2 separate regions of the Gossypium arboreum genome follow, and region 2 is linked to region 1. A link is a contact called in public Hi-C data. All regions are on one chromosome and are shown on one strand. Each heading gives the region's core, a stretch centred on a gene start, on an enhancer-like site or on the middle of the called end of the contact. The rest is flanking DNA. Distances are from core to core; before and after follow the strand shown.

Region 1 (5,755 bases), core at 2,056-4,555:
TTTACTTAACCCATGACAAAATTTTGAGTTGTGTGGTGTTTTAAGCATTCGGCCATGGGAGAAATTGAAGAGGATAGATTGTTGTTCTTATGGTTAAATGAAGTTTGAACTAGTTAATACTTAATTGTTAGTATTTATATATGAAATAGATGAACTTGGACTTGTTAAGTTACTTGAACAAATTCGGCCTTGTAAATGATTTTAAGGGTATAAATCTTGAATAATGCTATGCATAGGTTTCGGCTTTGATAGTACTTATATAAGTATAATTAGTTCAGTTTTGATAATATGGTATGAAGTGATAAGTAATTATATAATGGTAGCTTAAGATAAACAACATTCGGCTATGAATTTTTGTGTTAAATTTCTTTTAATGTTGATGTTAAATTGAAAATGGATGTTAGTTGAGTTATGAAAATTGCTTAATAATGAAAAGAACATGAGCTTAATGCTTAAGTAGCATTCGGCTTTGGAGTAAGTTAATTTAGTTAGGAAATGAATTCCAAGATAGTAAATTATGTGTTAAGAGAGGAATTTAGGTTGTATATATATATATTCGTGATTATATTGAATCTAAGAGACTATGTTAGTTATTTGGGAGTTTCGGCCATAGTATTATAGTGAATATTATTTTGAACAAGAGTTTTAATTATAATAGATTGGTGTAAATGTTTTGAGTGAGGTAACACTAATAAGATGAATTGAGAAATGATTTCTCAAATGTCTAAAATGATATTCGGCTTAGGCATGTAAGCATGTCTAGTCGGTGTTGAATGTTTTAATTAGGGAAGGTTATAAGTTGAGTTTAGCGTTAAATGAAACATTTGATCAGATACATAGTGCCGAATGTGTTTGAATGTGAATTACCAAATACATAAACTTGATAATGCTATAATGGTAGACTTAGTCGGACTTTGGCATTTTGAGTGATGCATTTGATTCTTGTGTTAATCTGAGATGATATGTGTATTTTTTTTATGAAATTAAGTGATGGTTATGTAATTCGAAAATGCAAGGTAATACGCTAGTAATATTTTCGATTGTACATGAGTAGAGCATATGTATGATGTTTAAATAGGTAGTTAATAAAATCATTTGTACTTAATGGCACGACATACATGTATTAAATCGAATTGTTAAATTGATAAGAAATTAAATAGATCTATTTGTTTGAATCAAGCTCAAGAGGTAAGAGGGTCTAAATCAGATAAGGGAAAGGAGAAAGCAGTCGAGTAGATTACCCACAACTGTTCAAAATATCCGAGGTAAGTCTTAAGTAGTTTCCTTTAGTATATAATTGACGATGCCATTATAAGAGTATAGTAGGTAAATTGTGATCTTTGGCTTGCACTTGAATTAAGATGTATAATAGATAATGCATGTATATGACTTATAGTTTGATGATCACTTTGAATTTAAGATTAAATGGTGCAGAGAATGAGTGATATGAGATATAACCATTGAGCTGAAATGTGAATGATGATGTGCGTATCGAGTTTATATTCGAATGTAATATACGATTATTAAGTGATAAGATGACTGAGATGTGTTAAAATATGATCAAATATATATGAGATTGGAAATATATCCGGACATGAGGTCCGCAGGCTATATGCTGGAAAAATATCCGGACATGAGATCCGCAGGCTATATGCTAGAAATATATTCGGACTTGAGGTCCGCAGGCTACGTGCTGGAAAAATATCCGGGTTAAAGACCCGCAAGCTTATGCTAGTAATGTATTCCGAGCTCTAAGATTTGACAGAACCGATGCCAGTAAGTTAAGTAAGATTGTGACTTCGAATGTCAGTGGTAAACATCGTTGCGTAAGTATTATATAGTTTACACGTTAAGGTTCGTGTTATGTGCTCATATTTGAATTGATTTCTAAGTGATTTACTAATATCAAAGAACGATATATATATATATATATGTGTGTGTGTGTGTGTGTGTGAATCAATTCGGTATTTGATGATAAGAAAACAATACAATTGGTTATTGTAAGTCATCATATGAAAGAACGTAATTAAAGGTATTAGTATAATCTTTGTAAATAGTGAAATATGTGCAAGGAGTTTCTTGTGTATACATACATATATATTCACCAATGGGTTTTGTAACTAATGTCTTGGTGTATATTTGGTCAAGTGAATTACAATTAGAATACAAGTTTTGTGATTCTCAATGTTCAATTTTAATGACAAGCTTTAATAGTATAAATTGCTTAAAACTTACTAAGCCTCGAAAGCTTACTCAAATTCTTATTTCTCTGTTTTATAGATTGTTGACTCTAGCCGCCGACTCGGGGATCGTCAGCAGTTCTTCATACTATCGATCTTTTTAGTACAGTTATATTTTGGACTCGATATGGCATGTATAGAGATTAGGCTGTTGACGAATATGTTTTGTAATTGTAAATATTTTGGCTATATGAAAATGTCATTTATAACTCAAGGTTCAATATGTATTCAGCTAAATTTCTGCTTTTATTTTTAATTTTGTGAATGAAAAATTAAATGTTTAGCTCAATTAACACCTTATAGCCTAAACCGGCGATCGGACTTAGGCTTGGGATGTTTCAGGTCAACTCATCTGTAATGACACTAATTTATCTTTGTAATTGATATTTATATTTTTCTGCCAAGAAAAAAAATGCATATATTAATTCAAAAACATAAATGCATTCTCTCTTACCTTAATCAATGGTTGAGAATTCAATCTTCGCCCTAGATATGAAGTAATTTTAAAACTAGTGGCTAGCATCTACCCATTTAATGGGCCTGCTAAATGTGAATGGTTAATTATTGGACTCACTTCAATAGATATCTAAAAAAAAAAACGAATGCATTTATTATATATTTTTTGTTTTTTAATGTTTTTCTGTATTGATTTTCATTACCGATTTAATTAGAGGAATTTTATAAGAGAAGTTGTTAAAATGTTTGATAAGCTAATTAAGCAATTATTCATTGGAGATAAATGTTATTCTTGATCAAAGATTAAATTAATCCAGTTAGTAAGCGCCACGTAAAATGTAGATAAAAATTTATGGTGTAATCATCTTACAGACTAAAGTGTCTCTCCCAAAACAATGGTTTCCGCCGACCAAAAACAATGGTTCCCTCACAGTACAAGTGGTCCCATATTCGAATGCAATAAAGTTAAGGCCTTACGTCACCTATATGACTTCACTAGGCCCTTCCCAACACGTGGCACCACTGAAGAATCTTCGCTGCATAGCTCCAGGAAATAACCATGAAGCATCTGCTCATAAATTTTAAAATTAGAAGGAAAAAATAATAATAAAGGGATAAAATTTGTTATTTTAGATATCTAAAAAAATAAAAATAAAAAAAGTATAAAATGGATTGCAGCTATGCATAACAAGCTTCCTTCTCTACAAAACTCTATCAAAGACCAAAAGTCCAGATTTTCCTTAAAAATGGACTTTTCTCATCAAAACCCTAACTCTAACCCTATTTACACTTTCTTCCCTGAAAGCGTCAATCCCATGCCCGATTTTGAGGTCTCCGATTATCTCCTTCTTGACGGCAGTATCTTCGACGACGATACATCGTCGCAGAGTATGCTGTCGTCGGAGAAAGGCATGGCTGCAGCTACTGAACTTAGTGGTGCAACATCAAAAAATTGTAACATGCAAGTGATATTATATATATCTTTAACTTCCCTCAATGGAAATTTTTCTTCTTCTTCTTCTTCTTTTTTTTACTTAATAGGTTGAATTTTATTTTTTTTGCAGAAAATGCAAAAATGGAGTGGGGAAAAACAAATCGGAACTGGGGGTTCGAGTTGCGTTTAGAATGAAATCAGAGATGGAGGTGATCGATGATGGATACAAATGGAGGAAATATGGGAAAAAATCCATCAAGGACAACCCCAATCCAAGGTAATTATTATTATTATTTTAATCTTTTTGGGTTGATGTTGTTATATTGCATGAAAAACTGGTTTCACCGATATTGGAACCACTCATGGTTTTCAATATTGAGCCGCGGGACCCCATAACTTTGTACACATATCTATGGTGTTTTATATTATATATACATATATACTTCCAACTTGATAAATTAACTTCATCTTCGTCCTCGTGATGATATAGAAATAATTATATTCAACTATGAAAAACAAAAAACAAAAAACCCAATGTCTCAAAACAATGAATTTGGATTTTTTTTTTTAAATCATAAAACTGAAGCAGCATGTGGGCTTATGATATATATATATATTATTCTACCAGTTTATAATTTTCAATCATTGCAGCAATAGGGTTAATAATTAGTATACCATTTCAATGCCTTTCTCATTTATTTTTCTTGATATTTCCCACAATAATCATATAGTTTTGCACACAAAGGGATGAACCAATACCCATCACATCCTATATGGAATAGGATAGTAGTGAACTATATCCAAAAAGTGGGGCAAAAAAGTGGGAAAAATATTGCCCCATCAGCCTAATTATATATTTCGCCAATAGCCTTCATAGTTGAAGTAGACTGCAAGTGCAAGAGGCACCACCGATCAATCCACGTACAAACACTGTGGGCTGCTGCGTTATCATCATCACGTGCTCACAAATCACACCCACAGTAGTAGCAGCTACTGTATTATCTATCTTTATTCTTTAGCCGCAATTAGATTTTAATTTAGGAACATGCATGTTTATATATGGACAAAGAGAAAGACAGAAAGGAGTTGGGTTTAGGCACTTTATTAATTAATTAACTTTGCATGGCTTAATTATATCCTTAGGTTATTTTGAACATAGTTTTTATTGGGGGAGGAGTATAGCGGCTGGCTAAGGCAGCCATAGACAACCATGGAAGCTGTGAAAAGACTACTCGACAGCTTTTATCAAAATTTAAAGGCTTAATCTGGACCACATAAAAGCAAAATAATTGCTTTGCTACAATCAAAGTTTCCCCCAGTTTAATTTCTTTGTTATCTGGTTTTGCTTCTCATTTTATATATATTATGTTTGTTCAAATATATATTATAAATAGAATGGTAATAAATTTTATATTGAATTTCAATTAACTTAAATAAATCATACCTCAATATAAGTATATAATATCTTATTAGAGTAGAAGATAATATATATATATATTTATCATTGGATTATTAATTTAGATGTTCTTGTAATCGTGTTTTTGAACTTGTTAAACTTCAAAATTTTAAGTTGATGGCTTAATTAAAAAATGTTTAAGTCAATATGTCAACACTTCCATTGTATTTATAGATGCAATTGTTTATTAAGTTATTCAACTTGTGGTTCACATGAATTCTTTATATGAGCATATAAGTAATAAACAATTACTACTACCCAAATATATACTAAATTAATCTATATCAACATTTATACTATTGCTATGTTGGATTTGTTTTAAATTTTTTATAAGTTTAGAAATTTCAATTATAGAAATTGTTAATGTTTTTAAAACTAGATTGGTAGTCGAATCCGTCAAATTATCGATTTGTCAGTCGAATCGATTTGATTAGAAAATTATTAAAAATTTAAAATTTATAAAACTCCAGTTCAACTAGTCTGATCGTCGGTTCTATTGGTTTTTAGAGGGTTCAATCGACTCTTAGCCGGTTCGTATCAGTTCCTGATCTAACCTATTCAAAAGCATCTTTCGAATCCCTAACAATTTTCGATCTAACTGACCAATTCAATTTGAGTTTTTGAAAAAAAAATATTTATACAATGGAGTTGAAAAGTTTTGTGTTTAAA
Region 2 (5,427 bases), core at 1,171-3,670, 65 kb before region 1:
CTAGACAGACTCACGGTTACAACGATGTATAGATCATTTCAATTATTTTTACAGAATTTATGGTGAATTTTTGAACTTACTATTCATGTAATAATATGTTTCTAGCATATTTCACAAGTAAGTTTTTAGCTTCATTTTAAAACATTCAAACAAGATTTCCACCCAAAGACATATAACAAGCATGCATTACCACACAAGCATCATATTTATAACTTATCAAGAAGTATAGGAGAGTTAAAGGGTACTACCACCTTGATGGAAGAACACCAACAAAGTTTATTGCCTAGCTCTCCACCACTTTGCCTTTACCCTTAGCTTTAGAAGATTCACCACCCTTTTTAACTAATAAGCATGTAACACACAAGATTTCCCACAAAAATAAGAGTTGATAGGATGTAAAAATACATATTTTAAATAAATAAATAAATAAAATGTGATAAGATGGGTAGAGACTTCCTTGAACTCAAACCCTTGCAAACACCCAAAACCTCCACCTTCACCCTTGAATAACATAGATATTTTTTTTCTTCCATGGAACTTTTTAAAAGAAAAAAAAAACTAGATCAAGACTCTTACCTTCTTTGAGATTTGGAGGATGAAAAAAATTGATGAGAACTCACTCAAATCTCTCTTCTTTTACAAGACTTGATAAAGAAAAAAATATAGATGGAGAAAAGAAGAAAAAAAAATATAGAGATGTAAAAAGAAAAAAAAAATAGGGTGATTATAATATAGGGAAAAATAGGGAAAAATCTAATTTATCCCATACCTCAATCTACCAAACTATCTTTTCTCATTAATTGGGAGAAGATTTTTATCCAGAAATGGTAAAATCACCATATTAGCCATTCATCTTCCCCCTACTTCACACAAGCTTCCCAACATCCTTAATTTATTATAGAAAAGGTCCAAAATTCACCCAAATTATTTCCAACAAAAACTCAATCCAAAAATAAATTTATACATCGCCAACCCAGGTCAACACTTGAATGTTGCCTCGAGAATTTGGGGGCGTCACACAATCGATTAGACAATGTGTTGAAGATGTGTCCTCGACATGTGAAATTGTCTTCTTCACGCTTCTTCTTGAGTTCAGCCACTTTCGCAATTTTCTTGGAGTTTGCATTGGGAGCGGGATCCTTCACGGGTTGTAGGTTTGGATCCATAACGTACGCCACATTTAAGACGGTAAGAAGGAACAACATCTTGTCTTTCCAATGATTAAAGTTTGAACCCTCAAATCGATCAAGTTTTACAAACTCTTGGTTCATCACTTTGAATTTGGTAGTAGCCTCCGTTGCCATCTCCAATTTAGTTCTCTTTGATTGTTGGATAATTGAGTGGGGACGATAAAATCGGAGACTTATATGAAAATAAACAATAGACTTCAAGGCGCGGATTACGCTTTCCAAATAGAACTATTTGCCCCCACAAAAAGTTGCTAGAGGGTTAAGACAAAGGTCCTCTCGGGATACAACGAAGTTTTGAATTTCCTTTGATTAGCAAAATCGAGTAATTCCCTAATTCTTACTCTAGTTTCTGAAAATAAGATTGATTGTAATTGTGTAATTTGTTAGCACCATAATGTCTCTATTTATATGCACTCAATGAATACAAATTTGAAGAGCCACAACCTTTCATATTGGACATACTTCTTGGGAGAAACATGTCCCATGAAAATTTATCCATTGGATGATAAATAATCACTTTTAATTTAAATAGTGTTTATGAATAATTAAATCCGTAAGATGATAAATCATCACTTTTAATTTGAACAGTACTCATAAATAATTAATTTACAATCTATAATTTCCAACAATTTTATTAAGAAAATATTTTATCTATATATAAAAAGGAAGGTTGAAAGACCTTTCTTTGATGCACATGGGGTCTCTCGTTTTTCTTTTTCATTTCACATGTTAGAAAAAAGGGTTTACTTTTAATCATTCTACTCTTCTTATATATATAAAACTTTTGTGATAAAATATCTATATATACATATTTTACGTTAAGGTATTCATTTGTAATCATTATTTTTAAATTTTGATCAATTTAAAATATTTAAAAATCAAGTTCATGTTTCTAACTATCCTATATTTTTATTTTAAAATTTAAATTTAATTTTAATATTTTAATATTTTTAATTAAACAGACTAATGTAATATTTTGAAAATGAATTCATTTAACAAAAATTATTTTAATAAATGCAAATTTAATAAAAGAATTAACATATTAATAATTGAATTTATATATTTAAAACTAAAAATAAAATACTAAATTCCTATAGAAATGAGTTGACATAATCAGAAAGTTTGAGCGGAAAAGAGAGATGAAAATGACAGTGTTTCCTTGAATTTTGGGCAGTAGACAAAAATGTCCTTATAACTCACATTTGATGACCATGAATTCTCATTTCACACGTGTAGATCCCGGATAAATTGGCAACCCTGTTTTGGTACAATTTCAAACTTTCCTCCGTGCATGCATCTCGGACTGCAATTCATTCATTCATTCACCAATAGAAACTGTTGATACTTTTTTGAGTCTATTTTTTTTTCCTGGAAAATGTATTTATTTATTTTGTAAAATTTGATTCCACAAATAAATAAAATGTGAATAGATGTATTCACAAACAGTTCATCCAACGTTTTATTTATTTATATCTTTATACAAGACTTGAATCCTAATTATACGATCTGGATTTAGTATAGGGCCGAAATCTATTTCTTAAGGTTTGGTCTTATTTGACAATTTCTTTTAAAAATAAAATCGAATTTGACAATCACTTTTTTTTAAAAAATTAAATTATTTTTTAGCATAACTACTAGTCAAAATATTAAAATTTTGAATAAGAAAATCCACATGATAATCCTTTTGTATTTCATGCTTTTTGTTTTTGAATTTTATGAACATTTTTATATAATTTTATTTTTAATTCTTTTGAATATTTTTATAATTTTTAAATCATTCGTTGATGTGAACCATCATGCGGGTTGCTTAACCAACATCGTTAAAGAAATTAATATTTTTAGTCAAAATTTTCGTTAAAAAGACGTTTTGACTATTTTTGAAAAAATAAGAGCTAAATTGACAAAAAAATAAATATTGATGATTAAATTTAACATTATACCATTTTAAAATACTTCCATATGCCATCAGTGGCCAGCCATTACTTCCTTTTACAAAGATGAAAGATGGTTAAATCATATACATGCAGGGCAATAAATGTAAACAGCATGAGCAAATACACCTATAACAATGCAACCCCAGATTCAAACCCAAAATTCAGAAGCAACAAATTAACAATCTATTTAAGATAGGACAATAGGAGAACATTTATATATACAAAGAGTGTCACAGCTATAATAGGAAAGTGAGTATACAACAATAGATGCCTAAAACTTATCATTCATTAAGGCTCAAACAAATTAGTAAATCTATTTAACACCTTCATTTATAATTTGTTTATAATAATTATCCATGAAAAAATAGAGATAAAACTATTATGGAGGTTCTTGTGCTATAAGTTAAATTTTATTTTATCTTTTTATTTAAAAAATAGAGCAATTTGATCTTTTTCATTAAAAGGTCACCTATTTTTACTGTTAGCAATTAGTATGGTTAGCAAAATAAGTAAACTGTGACAGATGGCATATCATGTGTATCTCATATTGACATATTAGGCAGGGGCAGAGCTAGGGGGTTGGCAGGGGCCTGACTCCTCCTAAAATGAAAAATTTTCTATTTAGGTCTCTTTTATAATTTATAAAATTTTAAATTAATAATGAAAATATTATACTTTGGCACCAAAAATGATAAATTTTGATTTAATTCTTTAAAAATTATAAAAATATAAATTATTAAAATAATAAAATTACATTTTACTACATAAAATATATAATTTAATTCCGACCCTCTTAAAAGAAATTCTGACTTCACCCTTGATATTAAGGCTTATTTTTAACAGTAAAATAAATAATTTTTTAATAGAAAGCCCAATTAATTTTTAAATTTAACATATAAAAACTAATTTAATAATTTTTTTTAACGGTGAAAACAAGGATATATCATAGTTTTACCGAAAATCAAGCTGGCAACGTTTATAAAGTTTGAACCTTCAACATGGGGAAAAGGTCGAATGGCAGAGTTCCTTGGGAATTTGAGTAGGTACGAAAATGTCCTTTATCACTCCTATAAAATCCCATTTCTCATCTATTGATTGATTTCCAGATAAAATTGGGAAGCCTGTTATGGTAAAAGCTGTCCCACTCACTGTAACAAAGAAACGATTTCGTGACTTATAAAAATTGAAGTCTCTGTGCATGCATCTGGGACTACAAATTATTGTGCTTCTTTAATAGGGTAAAGTTTGAAAATTTAACACGACTAGAATTATCATGCCAGGATTTTGAGAAATATATTTATTTAATTTGTTAGATAATGCAGTTTGATTTAGCATAAATTTGACTCCACATATAAAATCTTATTACATGTATTTCTAGCTTGTCTCTTTTAGTATTTTAAAACAAAGAAAACGATGAGTCGGAGAGAGTAAAATTAAAATAATTTATATGTGGATGAATTCCAATTTATTTTTGATATTTTTTTGAATTATGCTATTTAATATTATTATTATTTTATTTTATATTTTATTTTGAGTTTGGTTGATTTTAAAATTGATTTTTTAACACTCAATAATAATATGTGACATTATATTTTATTTAAAATGCATGACTAATATAATATATAAAAAATCAAATTAACTCTCATTACTATTTTCTTGCAAAAATAGAACTCTTATGACTATTTTTAACTCCAAAATTAATAAATTTAGTTTTTTTTTATAAATTTCTAAAACCTTAAACTTTTAGACTAAAAAACACCAAAACCTAGACCCTTTAGACCTTAAATTTAGATCTAACATTTTCCTTAAAATCATAAATTTTAAAATTCTAAATTTGAGCCCACCATACCATAAATTATAAATCTAGTTGAACAGAAAAAAACATAAACCTTGCATTACTATTATTATTTGTTAATTTTATTTAATTTCTTTGACATTAATTTTATTTAATTAATCAACACTAGTTAGGATTACAATATTATTAAAGTGAATTGATCTATTGTTAGAAAGTGTATGAGATTAATTATAAATTCTTTTAAAAATATAAAGTGACACATTTTTATTGTATGCCTAAAATTCTAATATAATATAATTTTTTATTTTTCATGTATTAGGTGAAAGGATCGGAGAAAAGTGAGCTTAAAGATTAATTTTGTCAAATTTTTACGAATTCTTATTCTTATTATTTTTCATCTATATATATTCAAATTTTGATTCCTAATACCCCATAGATAGTTTGAATAGTCTTTTGTATCCACTTGCTCAATTAATTCAATAGTCTTTTTCATTGCCTTTCTAAATGA

What was found. Hi-C and Micro-C count contacts between places; a contact is called where the count stands out from the background.
Region 2: a contact with region 1 is called in a Hi-C map of leaf, with 4 times the contacts expected there. The contact joins the enhancer-like site here to the promoter of LOC108466600 in region 1. A contact is called at or near these places in 2 of 5 Hi-C or Micro-C datasets (both in leaf).

Annotation. Positions count from the first base shown.
Region 1 is chr2:8,195,770-8,201,524 of ASM2569848v2, reverse strand. LOC108466600 (probable WRKY transcription factor 51) reads left to right here and starts at 3,305. Exons shown (of 3, transcript XM_017766987.2): 1 at 3,305-3,657; 2 at 3,761-3,907. The coding sequence starts at 3,377.
Region 2 is chr2:8,260,049-8,265,475 of ASM2569848v2, reverse strand. No RefSeq gene overlaps it. Among protein-coding and RNA genes, the nearest start is that of LOC128289473, 18 kb to the right of the region's middle. Within about 2 kb of position 2,420, at least 1 of the 2 cell types and tissues checked has an H3K27ac peak or open chromatin away from gene starts, as enhancers often do. A contact at or near this core is called in leaf, where this site is marked.